Linked DNA regions of Mus musculus: all the other regions are linked to region 3. Evidence: chromatin contacts called from public Hi-C and promoter capture Hi-C data. All regions are on one chromosome and are shown on one strand. The core of a region is the stretch at or near the end of the contact, and the rest is flanking DNA. Distances in the headings are between cores, read along the strand shown.

The links. Promoter capture Hi-C pulls out the DNA fragments that hold promoters and counts their contacts. A called contact is a pair of places that touch in the nucleus more often than the background predicts.
Region 1: a contact with region 3 is called in a Hi-C map of B cells, with 6 read pairs. The contact joins the promoter of Atp23 here to the promoter of Mon2 in region 3. A contact is called at or near these places in 2 of 39 promoter capture datasets (pre-B cells and second pharyngeal arch cranial neural crest) and 2 of 484 Hi-C or Micro-C datasets (B cells and muscle stem cells).
Region 2: a promoter capture Hi-C map of pre-B cells shows a contact between it and region 3. The contact joins the promoter of Ctdsp2 here to the promoter of Mon2 in region 3. A contact is called at or near these places in 2 of 39 promoter capture datasets (cranial neural crest and pre-B cells).

What each region holds. Positions count from the first base shown.
Region 1 is chr10:126,898,828-126,903,223 of GRCm38.p6, forward strand. Atp23 (ATP23 metallopeptidase and ATP synthase assembly factor homolog) reads right to left here and starts at 2,544. Exons shown (of 6, transcript NM_001159559.1): 1 at 2,275-2,544; 2 at 754-799; 3 at 60-141. The coding sequence starts at 2,461.
Region 2 is chr10:126,976,815-126,981,043 of GRCm38.p6, forward strand. It overlaps Ctdsp2 (CTD (carboxy-terminal domain, RNA polymerase II, polypeptide A) small phosphatase 2), which reads left to right and starts at 1,903. Exons shown (of 8, transcript NM_001113470.1): 1 at 1,903-2,487. The coding sequence starts at 2,424. Gm40798 (a long non-coding RNA gene) reads right to left here and starts at 706. Exons shown (of 2, transcript XR_872169.3): 1 at 1-706.
Region 3 is chr10:123,074,812-123,078,826 of GRCm38.p6, forward strand. It overlaps Mon2 (MON2 homolog, regulator of endosome to Golgi trafficking), which reads right to left and starts at 1,694. Exons shown (of 36, transcript NM_001163024.1): 1 at 1,041-1,694. The coding sequence starts at 1,151.

The sequences.
Region 1 (4,396 bases), core at 1,294-3,793, 3.8 Mb after region 3:
TGTCCGGCGTGTATCGGAAGGGAGAAAGGGGGAGAGAGCAACTCAGCAAAGAAACACACCTGAGACGTAGACGCATCAAAGCCTCCGCTGACGTTTCCATCGCAGACTTCGCAGGAAAAGTGTCTTCCCCTGTTCACAGCACTGGAAAGCACAGAGAGATGTGAGCAGCCCCCACCAGGACACCCAAGACCGCACGGCACAGCCCTCTCACCGACATTTAACACGGTCAAGGCTCAGCTGTCTCGTCTCCAGACTAAAGGGAGACTGTCTCTTCAGAGTCCATACCATCTCAGACTCCATCAGCATCCACTGGTCACCTGACTAGGACCACGCTGAAAATATGACAGAGTCCCACCCTTGGGCCAGAGTGGTAAGAAGTAGATATCAGGAGTTATTTCCTCTAATCGTCTCTGGGTTAACATCTGGAAGCCTCCTACTAATTAGTCCAAGCTATGGTTTCTTCACCACAATGCCCTAGGCTGGGGGGAACGGAGAGGCCAAATTTGGTAATTACTGACAAGATAGACTGTGAATATTGCCTTTACTCATATTCAAAATGAACAGCAGGGACAGAGACTGAGCTGGGACAGAAGAACAAGGCCAGCGGGAGAGCACATAGCCCGCCACTGTTGACAGAGAAATCTTGTGGTCCCAAGTGAGAAATCCCAAGTGTAACAGCTCTGCTATTAGTTGGGGGTTGAGGGGGGGGACTCCAGAATATACGGTGACTTTTTAAAAAAAAGATTTACTTACCAACCTGAGTGTTTCATAGCATCAAGTAGAAGTTTGACATATGGATCTACAAAGACATTAAGTATGCTCATTAGAAGATGTAGCAGCAATTAGTGCACCCAAGCAACAGGCACCACAAAACAACTCACAAACACTATCTTAAACCAGAGTCTAAAATGGGAATAAAACGTGTAAATTAGCGCCAATTAAATCAAGTCATGACGAAATAGAACATAAATACAAACACTAAAATGGCGCCCCCATGTATCTTTATACCGAAAGTTGGTTTTGCTAAAGTGACTAAACGCTTCGCATTAGGGCCCGTGTTAGGAGAACATGGGCATCCTGGGCCACGGTTAGAAAAACAAACCAGCATAGAACCTAGACTGGAGGAAGGCAGCGCCTACACTGCTCTCTGTGGTAGCACCATGCCTCGCTCTGAGTACCACAGCCCAATGGGACCTGCCCACCAAAGTTCTTCAATGAGGGTTAGCAAGCAGAAATGTGTGAGTCTATGGCCAGTAAGAGAGAAGAACGGTGGCTTAGGGATTGAGCCCAGTGGTAGGGCCTTGCCTGGTAAGCACAAGGTCTTAGGTTCAGTTCTCACCTCTGAGGAGGGAGAGGAAAGGAGGGAGGGAGGAAGGGAGCTAAAAAGATGGCTCAGTGGTTAGTAGCACTTGTTGCTCTCGCTGAGAACCCAGGGTGAGTTCCCCAGCACCTGCATAGTAGCTCACAGTCCTGGACACCAGGAATGCAGAGAGTGCGCAGACACACATGCAGGCGAGACAATCACACACAAAAATAAAGAAATCAAAAAAAAAAAAGCTTTAAAAAGAAGACAGTAAAATCTTTGATCAGTTGATGATTGAATTATGACCAATTCTGCTATAAAATAGTAACTATTTGGAGGGTCGAATACATTTAAATCTTACTTTCCTAAATAAATCTGAGGTAGACAGGCAATCTGCAGATGCAGAGGAGCAAGGCAGTGTCCCGGGACTGGAGATAAATTGCTCAGTGGGAGCCAGTGTGCCTGGGTGACCCGCGGCAATAATAAACCTCTTAGATGTCACAGGCTTCTTAGAGACTATGATGAAGCTAGGAACTCTCCCTAGAAAAATGCACTTAGGTGCATAAACACGAGGGTTTTCAAAAGTTCCTATTCTAGCATTCTCCACAGTTCCTACTGCAGTGACTGAAGGTTAAAGAATCGCCCACCCCACCCCCACCCCAGGGAAGGGGTGCATAGCCAGAAGTAGAGCTGCCTTATTAATGAATGGAGCTCTTTCCAGCTCTCACCTGCACCCTAGAGCCCGTGCCGCTGCAAAACTTACATAAGAAACTGGTGAGTGTGACCCAGGAGGGCAGACTCCCAGCCCAGGCCTTCAGAAGCGCGAGTGGGGCGGAGGCCCACGCCCCCTCCCGCCCACGCAGCCCTAGGGCTGCAGTGCAGTCCGGGATCAGTGGGGGCACGTCCGGGCCCTTCCTCACCCCCCGGGTCCTGTGCCACCCCGACCCCAGCCTCCAGGTCGCGGCTCTTACTGGTATCCAGCGTCTTCTGGAGCATGAGCGGACAACTCTGGTCCCGGGTGAAGAGGCTGGAGAGGAAGCCCTGCTGGGGCTTCCCGTGGGCCGGCGGCTCAGGCGAGCCCTGGCCAGAGTCGGGTCGCTGCAGCAGTGGCTCGCCAGCCGCAGGGCCGAGCTCGCCGCCGCCCGGAGCTCCTGCCATGAGGCCCGCAAGCCTCCTCCTGCCCGCTCGACCTAGGACAGCCGCTTCCGCCGCCGGCGCACGCTCCGCGGGCCAGCACGAAGGAGACGCGGCGTGCAGCTCGTGGGCGGGGCTTGGTAGGCGTGGTCGGTGGGCGGGGCTGATGGGCGGTGCCTCGCGACCGCCGATGCTGGCCACTATATTGCCTTCTGCACCTCAACCATCCTCCCACTCCCTCACCTGCTGTTTCTCTTATTCCCGCTACCCACTCACACCGAATTAAAGGCAGTGTTTTCAGAAACGCTTGGATATTTCAAAGACTGGTTGGTCTCATCAAAATGTGGCTCCTGGGGACCCATTCATCAACCCTCCTCTTGCTCAGAAATAAGATACACACATCTTGGGTCTGGAGAGATGGCTCAGTGGATAAGAGCACTGACTGCTCGTCCAAAGGTCATGAGTTCAATTCCCAGTAACCACATGGTGGCTCACAACCATCTGTAATGGGATCTGATGCCCTCTTGTGTGTCTGGAAACAGCTACAGTGTACTCATATAATAAAATAAATCTTTTAAAAAGAAGGGGGTGGTTGGAAAGATGGCTCAGCGGTTAAGAACACTGACTGCTCTTCCGAAGGTCCTGAGTTCAAATCCCAGCACCCACATCGTGACTCACAACCATCTGTAATTTGACACCCTCTTCTGGTGTTTATGAAGACAGCTACAATGTATTTATATATAAATCTTAAAAAAAAAAAAAAAAGGCTTTTTCCTCAGTTCCCATAATCAGAGTCCACCAGCACACTTACTCAAAATTAATGTTGCCAGATCTGCAGTTTAAGGCACTTTGTCCGTGTTAGTGCTCTCATGACAGACTTCCAGCTTTTACGTAGTGTGTGTGTGTGTGTGTGTGTGTTTCTTTCCTCACTAAATTATTCAGCTCAGCTCACACTGCTAAACACCTGCTCCCACGGGCCAGGCAGGATGGTAGAGTTGGAGAAAACGAGGACAAATGTCCAAGAAAAATAGGCATGCAATGCCTTGTGAACAGCACTTAGGGGTCACGGTGCTCCGTAAACAAGAGTTGAATGGGAAGCAGAAGGCATCACTCGCTTGGAATATTATACAAATATGAGCGCCTGCACTTACAGACTAATAAAGCCATAAGCCAAAGATTAGATTCTTTTTATCAAGGTCCACATATGTACATTATTACCAGTCCTCATGACAACCTTGCAAAATAGTATCAACCCTAATTTGCAGATAGAACTTGCCCAGCTACAGAAGAAGGCTGAAGGTGTTACTCAGTTGAGAGAGCGCTTGCCTGATTGATACACATGAAGTGCTGGGTTCTACGCCCAGCACCACACAAGCAGACAGTGGCAACATGTGCCTGTAACAACAGCCCTGGGGAGGTAAAGACAGGAGGATCAAAGATTCAGTGTGATCCTAAGCTACATAGCAAGGTCAAGGCCAGGCTGGGTGACACAAGACCACTTTCACATCAGACATGGAGATGCAGAGTTTAGAGTTTGCCCAGCTGATTTCCTGTCTTGGTTTGGGGATTACAGTTAAGTGATTAGATGGATCTCAGAAGAGACTTTGAACTTTGGACTTTTACATTGTTGAGACTGCTACAGACTCGGGGGGGGGGGGCTTTTGAAGTTGGACTAAATGTATTTTGCATTGTGCTTTGGCTATATATGGCCCCCATAGACTCGTGTGTTTGAATAGCCTGTGGGGGCCAGGGAGTGAAATGTGATGCTCTGTATGTGCTTGGCCCAGGGAGTGGCACTTTTAGAAGGTATGGCCCTGTTGGAGTGCGTGTGTCACTGTGGGTGTGGGCTTTAATACCCTAGTTCTAGCTGTCTGGAAGTCAGTCTTCCACTAGCAGCCTTCAGATGAAGATGTAGAACTCTCAGCTCCTCCTACACCATACCTGCCTGGATGCTGCCAA
Region 2 (4,229 bases), core at 653-3,152, 3.9 Mb after region 3:
CACCATGTGCTGGACAAACAGACAAGGTCCTCTCATTCTGTCTAGTTATACACGAGACACGAGATCCAATAATGAACAGCACAATTCCTAGCCTCCAGGGGCCTTTTAAATCGTCAGAGAGTTCCTAGAGAAGGTGTGTAGAAGGACCCGAAATCATGACAGGCCTGCCTCAGTTTCCCCACTGCTGCTGCTGCTTCATCAGCTGGGACCTCAGATGAATCTCGATTAACCCTTTCCAGACCATGTTTCTTCCTCTCGAAGATGAGCATATCTATTCTGCTAACCATAACATGAAAAATTAAACAGGCCAGGTAATAATATATATGGAAGTACTTTATAAATATTACAGGGGAGAAACTATCTATGGAAGAGGAAATGAACAGGAGAGAAGTGTCATCCAACGGACAAGAGAGCAGGCCTTGGCAGGGAACCGCCTAGCTGGAGCACAGGGTCAAAGTCCAACAAGGTCCCTTAGCAACCGGCTGAGACAGTCCTTACAGATCCCATTGTTTTAAAGGTGGGAGGCAAATATGTCAGAACTCCCCCGGCTTCCTTTCCTTTAATGAATTAGAATCTACCCAGACTCAGGGTTTGAGGTTACATAAGCATCATTCAGATCCTCTCTAACAGTCACATTCATTTTAGAAAAACAGCATTTTCATTAAAATGGTGTTATGTAAAAAAAAAAAAAAAAAAAAAAAAGAAGAAAGAAAAGGGGGAAAAAAGGGGAAAAAAGAGCAGTGTGTGTGTGTGTAGAAACATTCGCACTTGTAAGGAACATAGGATATATACATATGATGATAGTGCCTTGTAGGTTATGACCTACTTGGACAAGATGAAGAGACACAAATGTCTAGCTATGAGGACTGCAGTAGGAAAGCCACCAGGTGCCCCCCACCCCCCATTCCCCAGGAACTATGGCCTTGAATCATAGTAACTCATCCATCACCAAAAAGCATTTGAAATGGGTCAATGGGATGGTTTAGCCAGTAAGAGCGCTTCCCAGGAAAGCCGAGTTTGATTCCCAGAGCCCACTGTGGAAGGATAGAAGAGACCTCCTTCAGGTGCAATGGGGTGCATATACAGCATACAATTTTTACAACAACCCGATACAGAGTTAAAACTGCTTCTTTGGAGCTGCTACTCCTAGCAGACAAGTGGAGAAACCCTTCCTGAGAAACCTTAAGTTTGGGAGTTCAAACCTGAGCCTGGGCCTAAAAAATGAGGGAGAGCTTTCTGGGTCCACTAAGCACCTCTATCCTCCTCAAACTGAGGATGGAACCATGAGATGGGAGTTGGGGGTGGGAGGGGGAGCTGGACTGGGAGGATAGGGTAGATGCCTGAGTGGGAGGGGCTGGCACCTAAGGTGGCCTTAATACATAAGGTGTCATTTCCAGAGGTCAGTTCCATTCCTCACACTCTGGAGTCTCGGTTCCGCCCCCTACACACTCCTTCCCAGGTACATATCAGCGGTATTCTTATATAAGGCACTGGGCTCTAAGCAGGAAATACCGTAACTGCCTCGAACCCAATCTGGCTTCTCCATTTTTCCCCAGGTTTCGTAGGGCGGAACCATTGAGCCTTCTTGGAGTAAAGCGTCGGAAACACAAACACCCCAGCACCGAGCACGGAAAGCGGAGCGTTGGAGTGGCCTTTTTAAGTAGTTGGGAAGGGGGTGTGGCCGAGAGGACCAGGAGGCCGCAGCCCAGCAAGCGGGGAGTGGCCCGGGGGCGTGGCCGTGGCGACTGGAATGTTGTTGGGTCCTTGCACCGCATAGTAAGGAGGGGCCACGCCCCCTTTCTGCGAGCGGGCCAATCGGAGTGCCGGAGCGGTTTCAAGTCTCCCCCGCCAGCCTGCCCGCCCGCCACCCCACCCCCCTCGGGGATTCGCTTTTTCCGTAAGAAAATAGCAAACCTCTGCAGGGTCCGCGGCCCCCGCTGCTCGCCGGAGGAGGGTCCCGGGGCCTAGGACGCTGGCCTGGAGCGGAACGCGCCGGCAGGCGGCGAAGAGGCCGGCCCAAGATCTGGGAGGAGCGCGGGGGTGGGCGCTGCAGCCGCGGGTTGTTTATCTGGAGTACGGAGGGGAGGGGGGAGCCTGGAAACCGCCCCGTGTCCCATTTCCTCCTCTTGTTTTCGCTCCGGATTCTCCATGTTGGACCCAAACTGAGGAGCCCGGAGCTGCCACCGGGGGATCGGGGCTGGGGGCACCGGGGAAGCCGCCGCCTGGCCCGCCCGCCCTCTGTGCAGGCCGCCTCCCTTCCCGGCCCGGGGAGGAAACGCGAGGGGGATGTGAACAGCTGCGGGAGTCGGAGTCTCGGGAGCCGGAGCCCGACGGGCCCCCGCCCAGGCCCCCCAGCCCAGCCCGCCTGCGCGCCCGCCCGCGCGTCCTCCCGCCCAGCCAGCCCGGGCCCGCGGGATTGTTAGATGGAACACGGCTCCATCATCACCCAGGCGCGGAGGGAAGACGCCCTGGTGCTCACCAAGCAAGGTAGGGGCGCAACTTCCCAAAACTTTGTGTCGCCCCCGAACGGGGAGGGGGCGGAGGATCCGGCTGGACCCGGGGTCCGTCGGTCCTCGCGCACCCGTCGGGCTCTCGGACCCCGGTGGGGGCTGAGCGAGGCCCCGGCTGCCAGCGCCGGGCGGGAGGGTGTCATCCGCGCAGCTGTCACCCGTCCGGCCACCCCTCCCCCCCCGGGGGCAGTCAGAGGCTCGGGAGGGCGCGCGTCGCGCCAGGCCACCCGCGCCGCCCCCACCCGAGCCGCGGAGATGGAGTGGTCACTCCTCCCCCACCCACCACCGCTGCGCGCCTGCCCCGGGGCTCTGGGGAGGGTACGAGGGGTCCCGAGCTGGAACGCCACCGGGACCGGAGTTTTCACGCAGGACCGGGATGCCCGGGAGCTCGGCGGTGGCGGCGCGGGGACTCGGGACGAAGTTCACCGGCCCGAGGCGGGGGCGGTGGTGGGGGAGGGGGGAGGGCCGCGGTCACTGCCGGGCGCGGGACTCTCTTCGCGGCTCGGCGGAGCAAACAAGCCGGACCCGAGGCCCGGCCGGAGCCCCTCCCTGCCCCGTGCGCTCCCCCGGGGCCGCCGCTGCACAGACACAGCCGCGTTTGTTTAGCCCGGGAGCGGTGTCCCTGGTTACATAATTCGCCGGATGGCATCAGACCCAGCGTGTTTCTGAATCGCGCAGCGAAAAAGTGCGAGTTTGTCTGTGGGCAGAGGCTCGCGACCCCCCACCCCGATTGCAGGGGGAGGTCGTCGGATTGAAGCAAACAGGGACGTCCGCAGGCAGGCCCTATCTGGGGTGTGCTTGGGGAGCGAAGCGGAGGCCTCAGCCTCCCGCGGGGGCGGGGAGGAGATTGGGGCTGGGAAAATGGGATTGCTCGGTTTGATCACAGTGGGGTCCCCTGAAACTCTCCTCTCCCCTATGTTCATCTGGCCTTGAGCATTGTGTTCAAGATAGCTGGTAGAAATTTCCGCCCAGAGTAAGGACTAGTGTTGCCCCCCTCCCTCCTTTTTCTTTTTCTAGAGAACTCCCAGGACTGTGGCCACTTGGCTCAGAGGCTGAGAGGCGAGCACGCTCTTGGAACCAGATCTCAGGCGCTGCAGCCCTTTCTTTCTATTCCGGAGGGGCATAAAAGGCCCGTGCCACAATTGAGTAGACTGAGACCTAGAGCCTGGAAGGAGGCCAGCTGTGGGGCCTGGGTGTAGTCATCCCCTACTAATACTAAGCAGCAGGTCACTTTTTCCTGGGGTTCACTTCCCAAGGAGTCTACCCAACTTGCCTTAGCCTAGGGGCAGAGCAGCTGGGCTGGTGTCCCAGGCTCTCTGGAATTCCTTGTTAGGTTGGGGGAAGGGGAGCGGTGCGTGTTTCTTGGCCTTCTGAAGCAGACTGCACTGAGGAGAGCCGAAGCCCTGCCTGCCCCTCCTCTTTGCCAGGGTCCCCTGTTCTAACTGCATCACTGACCCAGCTGTGAGATCGGCGGCGCAGCAAGTTCACCTCCTCTCCTGCTGGCCTCTCAGCAGTGCTGAGCGCCGCAAAGGGAGGCTGCCTGTGTTTATCAGTTACTGCCAGGGTTCAGTTCCCGTTGCAGCCTCATCCCAGGAATAGGACCCACGCTTCAGGATGGGAAAGGACATAAGAGGAGGGGGTAGTGACAAGAAGCCGGCATGGCGTGTGCCTCCTTCCCACCTGTGCGCCCTGCAGGGTCTCCTAGGTGTCTTGAGGGTG
Region 3 (4,015 bases), core at 444-2,943:
GAAAGAGGTCAGATCCCTTGAAACTGGAATTACACAAGATTGTGAGCCACCATGTAGGTGCTGGGAATTGAACAAGGGACTTCTGGAAGAGCAGCAAGTGCTCTTAACTGCCGAGCCTGACCCCTGAACTACAATAGTTTAAAAATGTGAAAGGGCAGTTTTTAAAATATTTCAACAAAAATGGAATCTTAAAAGAAAAAAGTCAGGCATTAGTGACTAAACTCAATTTTTCAATTCAATATCTGGAAAATTTTATTAGCATACATTGAGCTCCCTGATACTCGTCCTGTGAGCCCCAGTCATCATCACCATCACCACCATCGGTTTTGGAAACAAGGTCTCTTTATGTACCCTGGTTGTCCTGGTGTCCACTCTCTAACTCACAGAGATCCACTCGCATCTGAGTATTGGAGCTAAAAGTTTGGCTACCACACCCGGTCTCCTATACTGGTACCACAATTTTCAGCTATTCTACAGCTGAAAAACAACAACAACAACAACAACAACAACAACAAATTATGCACCCAAGAGGCTATATATACTCAGATATATTTGTTTTGCAAAGCATCCTACTAGAATACTGCTTGTGCAGGGCTTAACATGGTTATCGTAGGCCTTGACCATTTGCTGTAATTTGGGGCTCTAGTTTATCACGACGATTAGATTTTTAGGTGGGCTGAATAACACAGACAAGAAGGAAATGTTCCCACACACTATGCCCACCTAAGTATGGAGAACGGATTCCGCTACAGCGGTGGATACTCATTCTTAGGAGCAATATACCTGACTCGAGTGTCACCAAACCGGCTCACTCATGGAACTTCGCTCCGAAATAAACATAACAAGAGAATGGAAGAAATCAAATCTCCTTGGAACTCTCAAAAGAATTCTACGAACAGCCTTTGCTGGGCAATCACCAAACTTAACTGGCGGAATGAAAATTAGTATAGGTGTTGGGGAATCGAGGAAAGCGGTCTACGAGGACCAGGGAGCGCTCGTGACGTTCCCCCCCCCCGCCCCTGACGTCGCCTGGGACCTACCTCCTTGACAGGTGGGAACTTCTTCTTGCATTCTAGTGACAAGGCCCGCAGGTCGCTCTGCATATTCTCCAGCAGCTTCTTCACAGCCTCGGGGCTGTTGGTGCAGGACATGGTCCCTCCAGGTCACCGCCGATCTGGGACCAGCACTACCAAGCAGGCACTGTCAGCAGCTTGCGCGGCCCGCAGCCAGCCGGCGGCTCCTCAGTCTTCCTTAGCCGGGGCCCAGGGCTCGGCGGGCGGGCGGGCGGGCGGGCGCACGGCCGGAGCCGGGCTGCGTCTCCCGAGGCGTGCCCGAGTTCCCCCCGGGCCGCCCCGCACCGCCGCCGGCCGCTCGCCGAAACCTGCCCGCAGCGGTGCAGCCCCACCAGGCTCCACCGGCGCCGGCTCAGGAGCCCACCAGACGGGCAGGTCCCTCCCGCTGCCGCGGGGCCTGGCCACGGCGGGCGTCACCGGCCGAGCTGGCCACAAGCTTCAGCGATGCCCGCCCCGGGTGCCCAGACCCGCCGACGCCATTAGCCCAGTCGCCCACAATTCCGAGCGCGGCCCGGACACGTCAGCCGCACTTCCGGACTCCGGGCCCCGCCCCCGCCCGGGCCAATCCGGAGGCGAGTCTCTGGAGGGGCGGGGCCGAGCGAGAAGCCCAGAACGAGCTCCAGCTGGGCAGTGCGGACCCCGCCCCCGCCGTCGACGCAGGTGGCCGGCACAGCTGCGCAGGCGCGTCCTGTTTTTTTTGGCTGGCTGGTAACCTGGGGATGATCGGAGGTGTCTCCCTACGTCTGTTTGTGATCCATTCTCTTCTGCTATAAATATTTGCTTTTTTTAAAAAATGAATTTGTCTTGTCCGTCACTTCTGCCTCCTTGATCCCCACCCCCCTGACTTAAAACACAAATCAGCGTCTTGCTCCTACCTCCCCGGCCTGGGGAACCTAAACGACAATCCTGCGGAGTTATCCAAATCGACTGACTTTGGTTTATTTAACTGCGGAGTCGTCCCTGATTTTCCTTATCTGTTAACAAGACTCCTCCTGCTCCCCGCCCCCTCCCCGCCTTCCACCGACAGATCCCTTTTATGTTTTTATTTTGCTTTGTTTTTGTTATCTCCCCGCCCCACCCACCCACCTCCCTGACTGTATACCTAGAACATACTAGGTAATTGACGCTCAAATAAGGAACCAATTCATTAGATCAGAAGTGCCAAATAAATGTAAGGCAAAAACTAACGTGAGCTTTTTCGATGTTCCAGGTGAGTCTATTTTTGCCCAAGACATTTCTCTGTTGTAATAAGCAGGAAGCAGAAATAATTTCAGCGTATTGTTCGGATGAGCAAAGCCAGCCTGTGTGGATTGAAGTTGGAAGAGGAGGAAGCTATGTCTGTGTTAAGCTATGTCTGTGAGACTGATTGGAACGTCTTGATTATGGGAAGATGGAATGTTGCAAGTCTAGAATCTAACTATCTTGGTTATCTTTTGCCCCCAGGTATCCACTTACTGTCATCTCTGTGTTTGACCTAACACCCTTGTCTTTTTTTTTTTTTTTTTTTTTTTTTTTTTTTTTTTTTGGAATGTGCCATCAGATTCCTAACTTCCAATGACTCAAAGGCGATCACTATCAGATAGTCCCTGAGGGGCGTGACAGAAAGTTTCCAGTTTTGCTGTAACTCACCTACCTGATGTTCTCAACCTCTGAGTGGAACTACCCTTTCACAGGGGTGGGTGGCCTAAGACCGTCAGATATTTATGCTATTGTTCATAACAGTAGCAAGATTACAGTTACGAAGTAGTATTGAAGATAATTTTCTGGTTGGGAGTCAGCACAACATGAGGAACTGTGTTAAATGGTGGCAGCGTTAGGAAGGCTGAGAACCCCTGCTCTAATGCATTTGTCAAATGCCTTAAGGGAGTCTTTGCTTTGTTATAAAAACTTTATGAAAATGCTACTGTGTTGGATGGTGGTGTTTGGGGGCAACCTGAATCTGTCTTCCTGAGCCTTGGTCCTTCATGTTGGGCTACAGAACAGATTAGGTCTTACTTTCTTTGAGTTGGGAGCTGTATTTTGAAGTTTTCTGAAATGATCTAATAACTGGGCTACTAACACAGATTCTAACACAATGTTTTGGGTTTATTATAGATAGCTTTGGCACAACTTACTGAAAATAATTTTCTTTCATCTTTGACACCTTTGTAGAGTTGAGGAATTCAAGTTGAAATTTTGTTTTGCTTTTGTTGTTGTTGTTGTTTTGTTTTGTTTTCTTTGAGACAGGGTCTCACTGTGTAGCTCTGGATGTCCTAAAACTCACTAGGTAGACCAGGCCAGCCTCAGACTCACAGAGCTCTGCCTGCCTCTGCCTCTGCCTCTCTGCCTCTGCCTTTGCCTCTGCCTCCTCTGCCTCTGCCTCTGCCTCTGCCTCTGCCTCTGCCTCTGCCTCTGCCTCTGCCTCTGCCTCTGCCTCTGCCTCTGCCTCTGCCTCTGCCTCTGCCTCTGCCTCTGCCTCTGCCTCTGCCTCTGCCTCTGCCTCTCCAGAGCTGAGAGGAAAGACGTGTGCTTCAAAGTGATGTTAGAAAATAAAGGCTCAAAAAAATAAAAAATAAAAAAAATAAGGGCTCATTACAGGTCATCACTCACACAGTTCTTCTGTGGTGTCCAAACATAATAATCAGTGAAATTCTTTTTTTCTTGATGTTCCCTCTTCACATTGAAAAATGGGAAGTCAGCCTGTTCTCCTGGTACCTTTTAAGAATATTTTGATTAGTTTACTTATTTTTGTCAGCTTCGTATGTGTGTATAGTAGGTTGTAATAACTCCCATCTTCATTACTATCTCATTCTCCCATTCCTCCTCCCTATGCTGAAACTCTCCTTCCTAAGAAGTTTCCTCTAATTTTCATATTGTGTATGTATGCACATGTGTGCTTGTTTGTGTGCATGTGCGCATATGTGTGCACATGTGCATGTGTGTGCATATGTTTGTGCTTATTT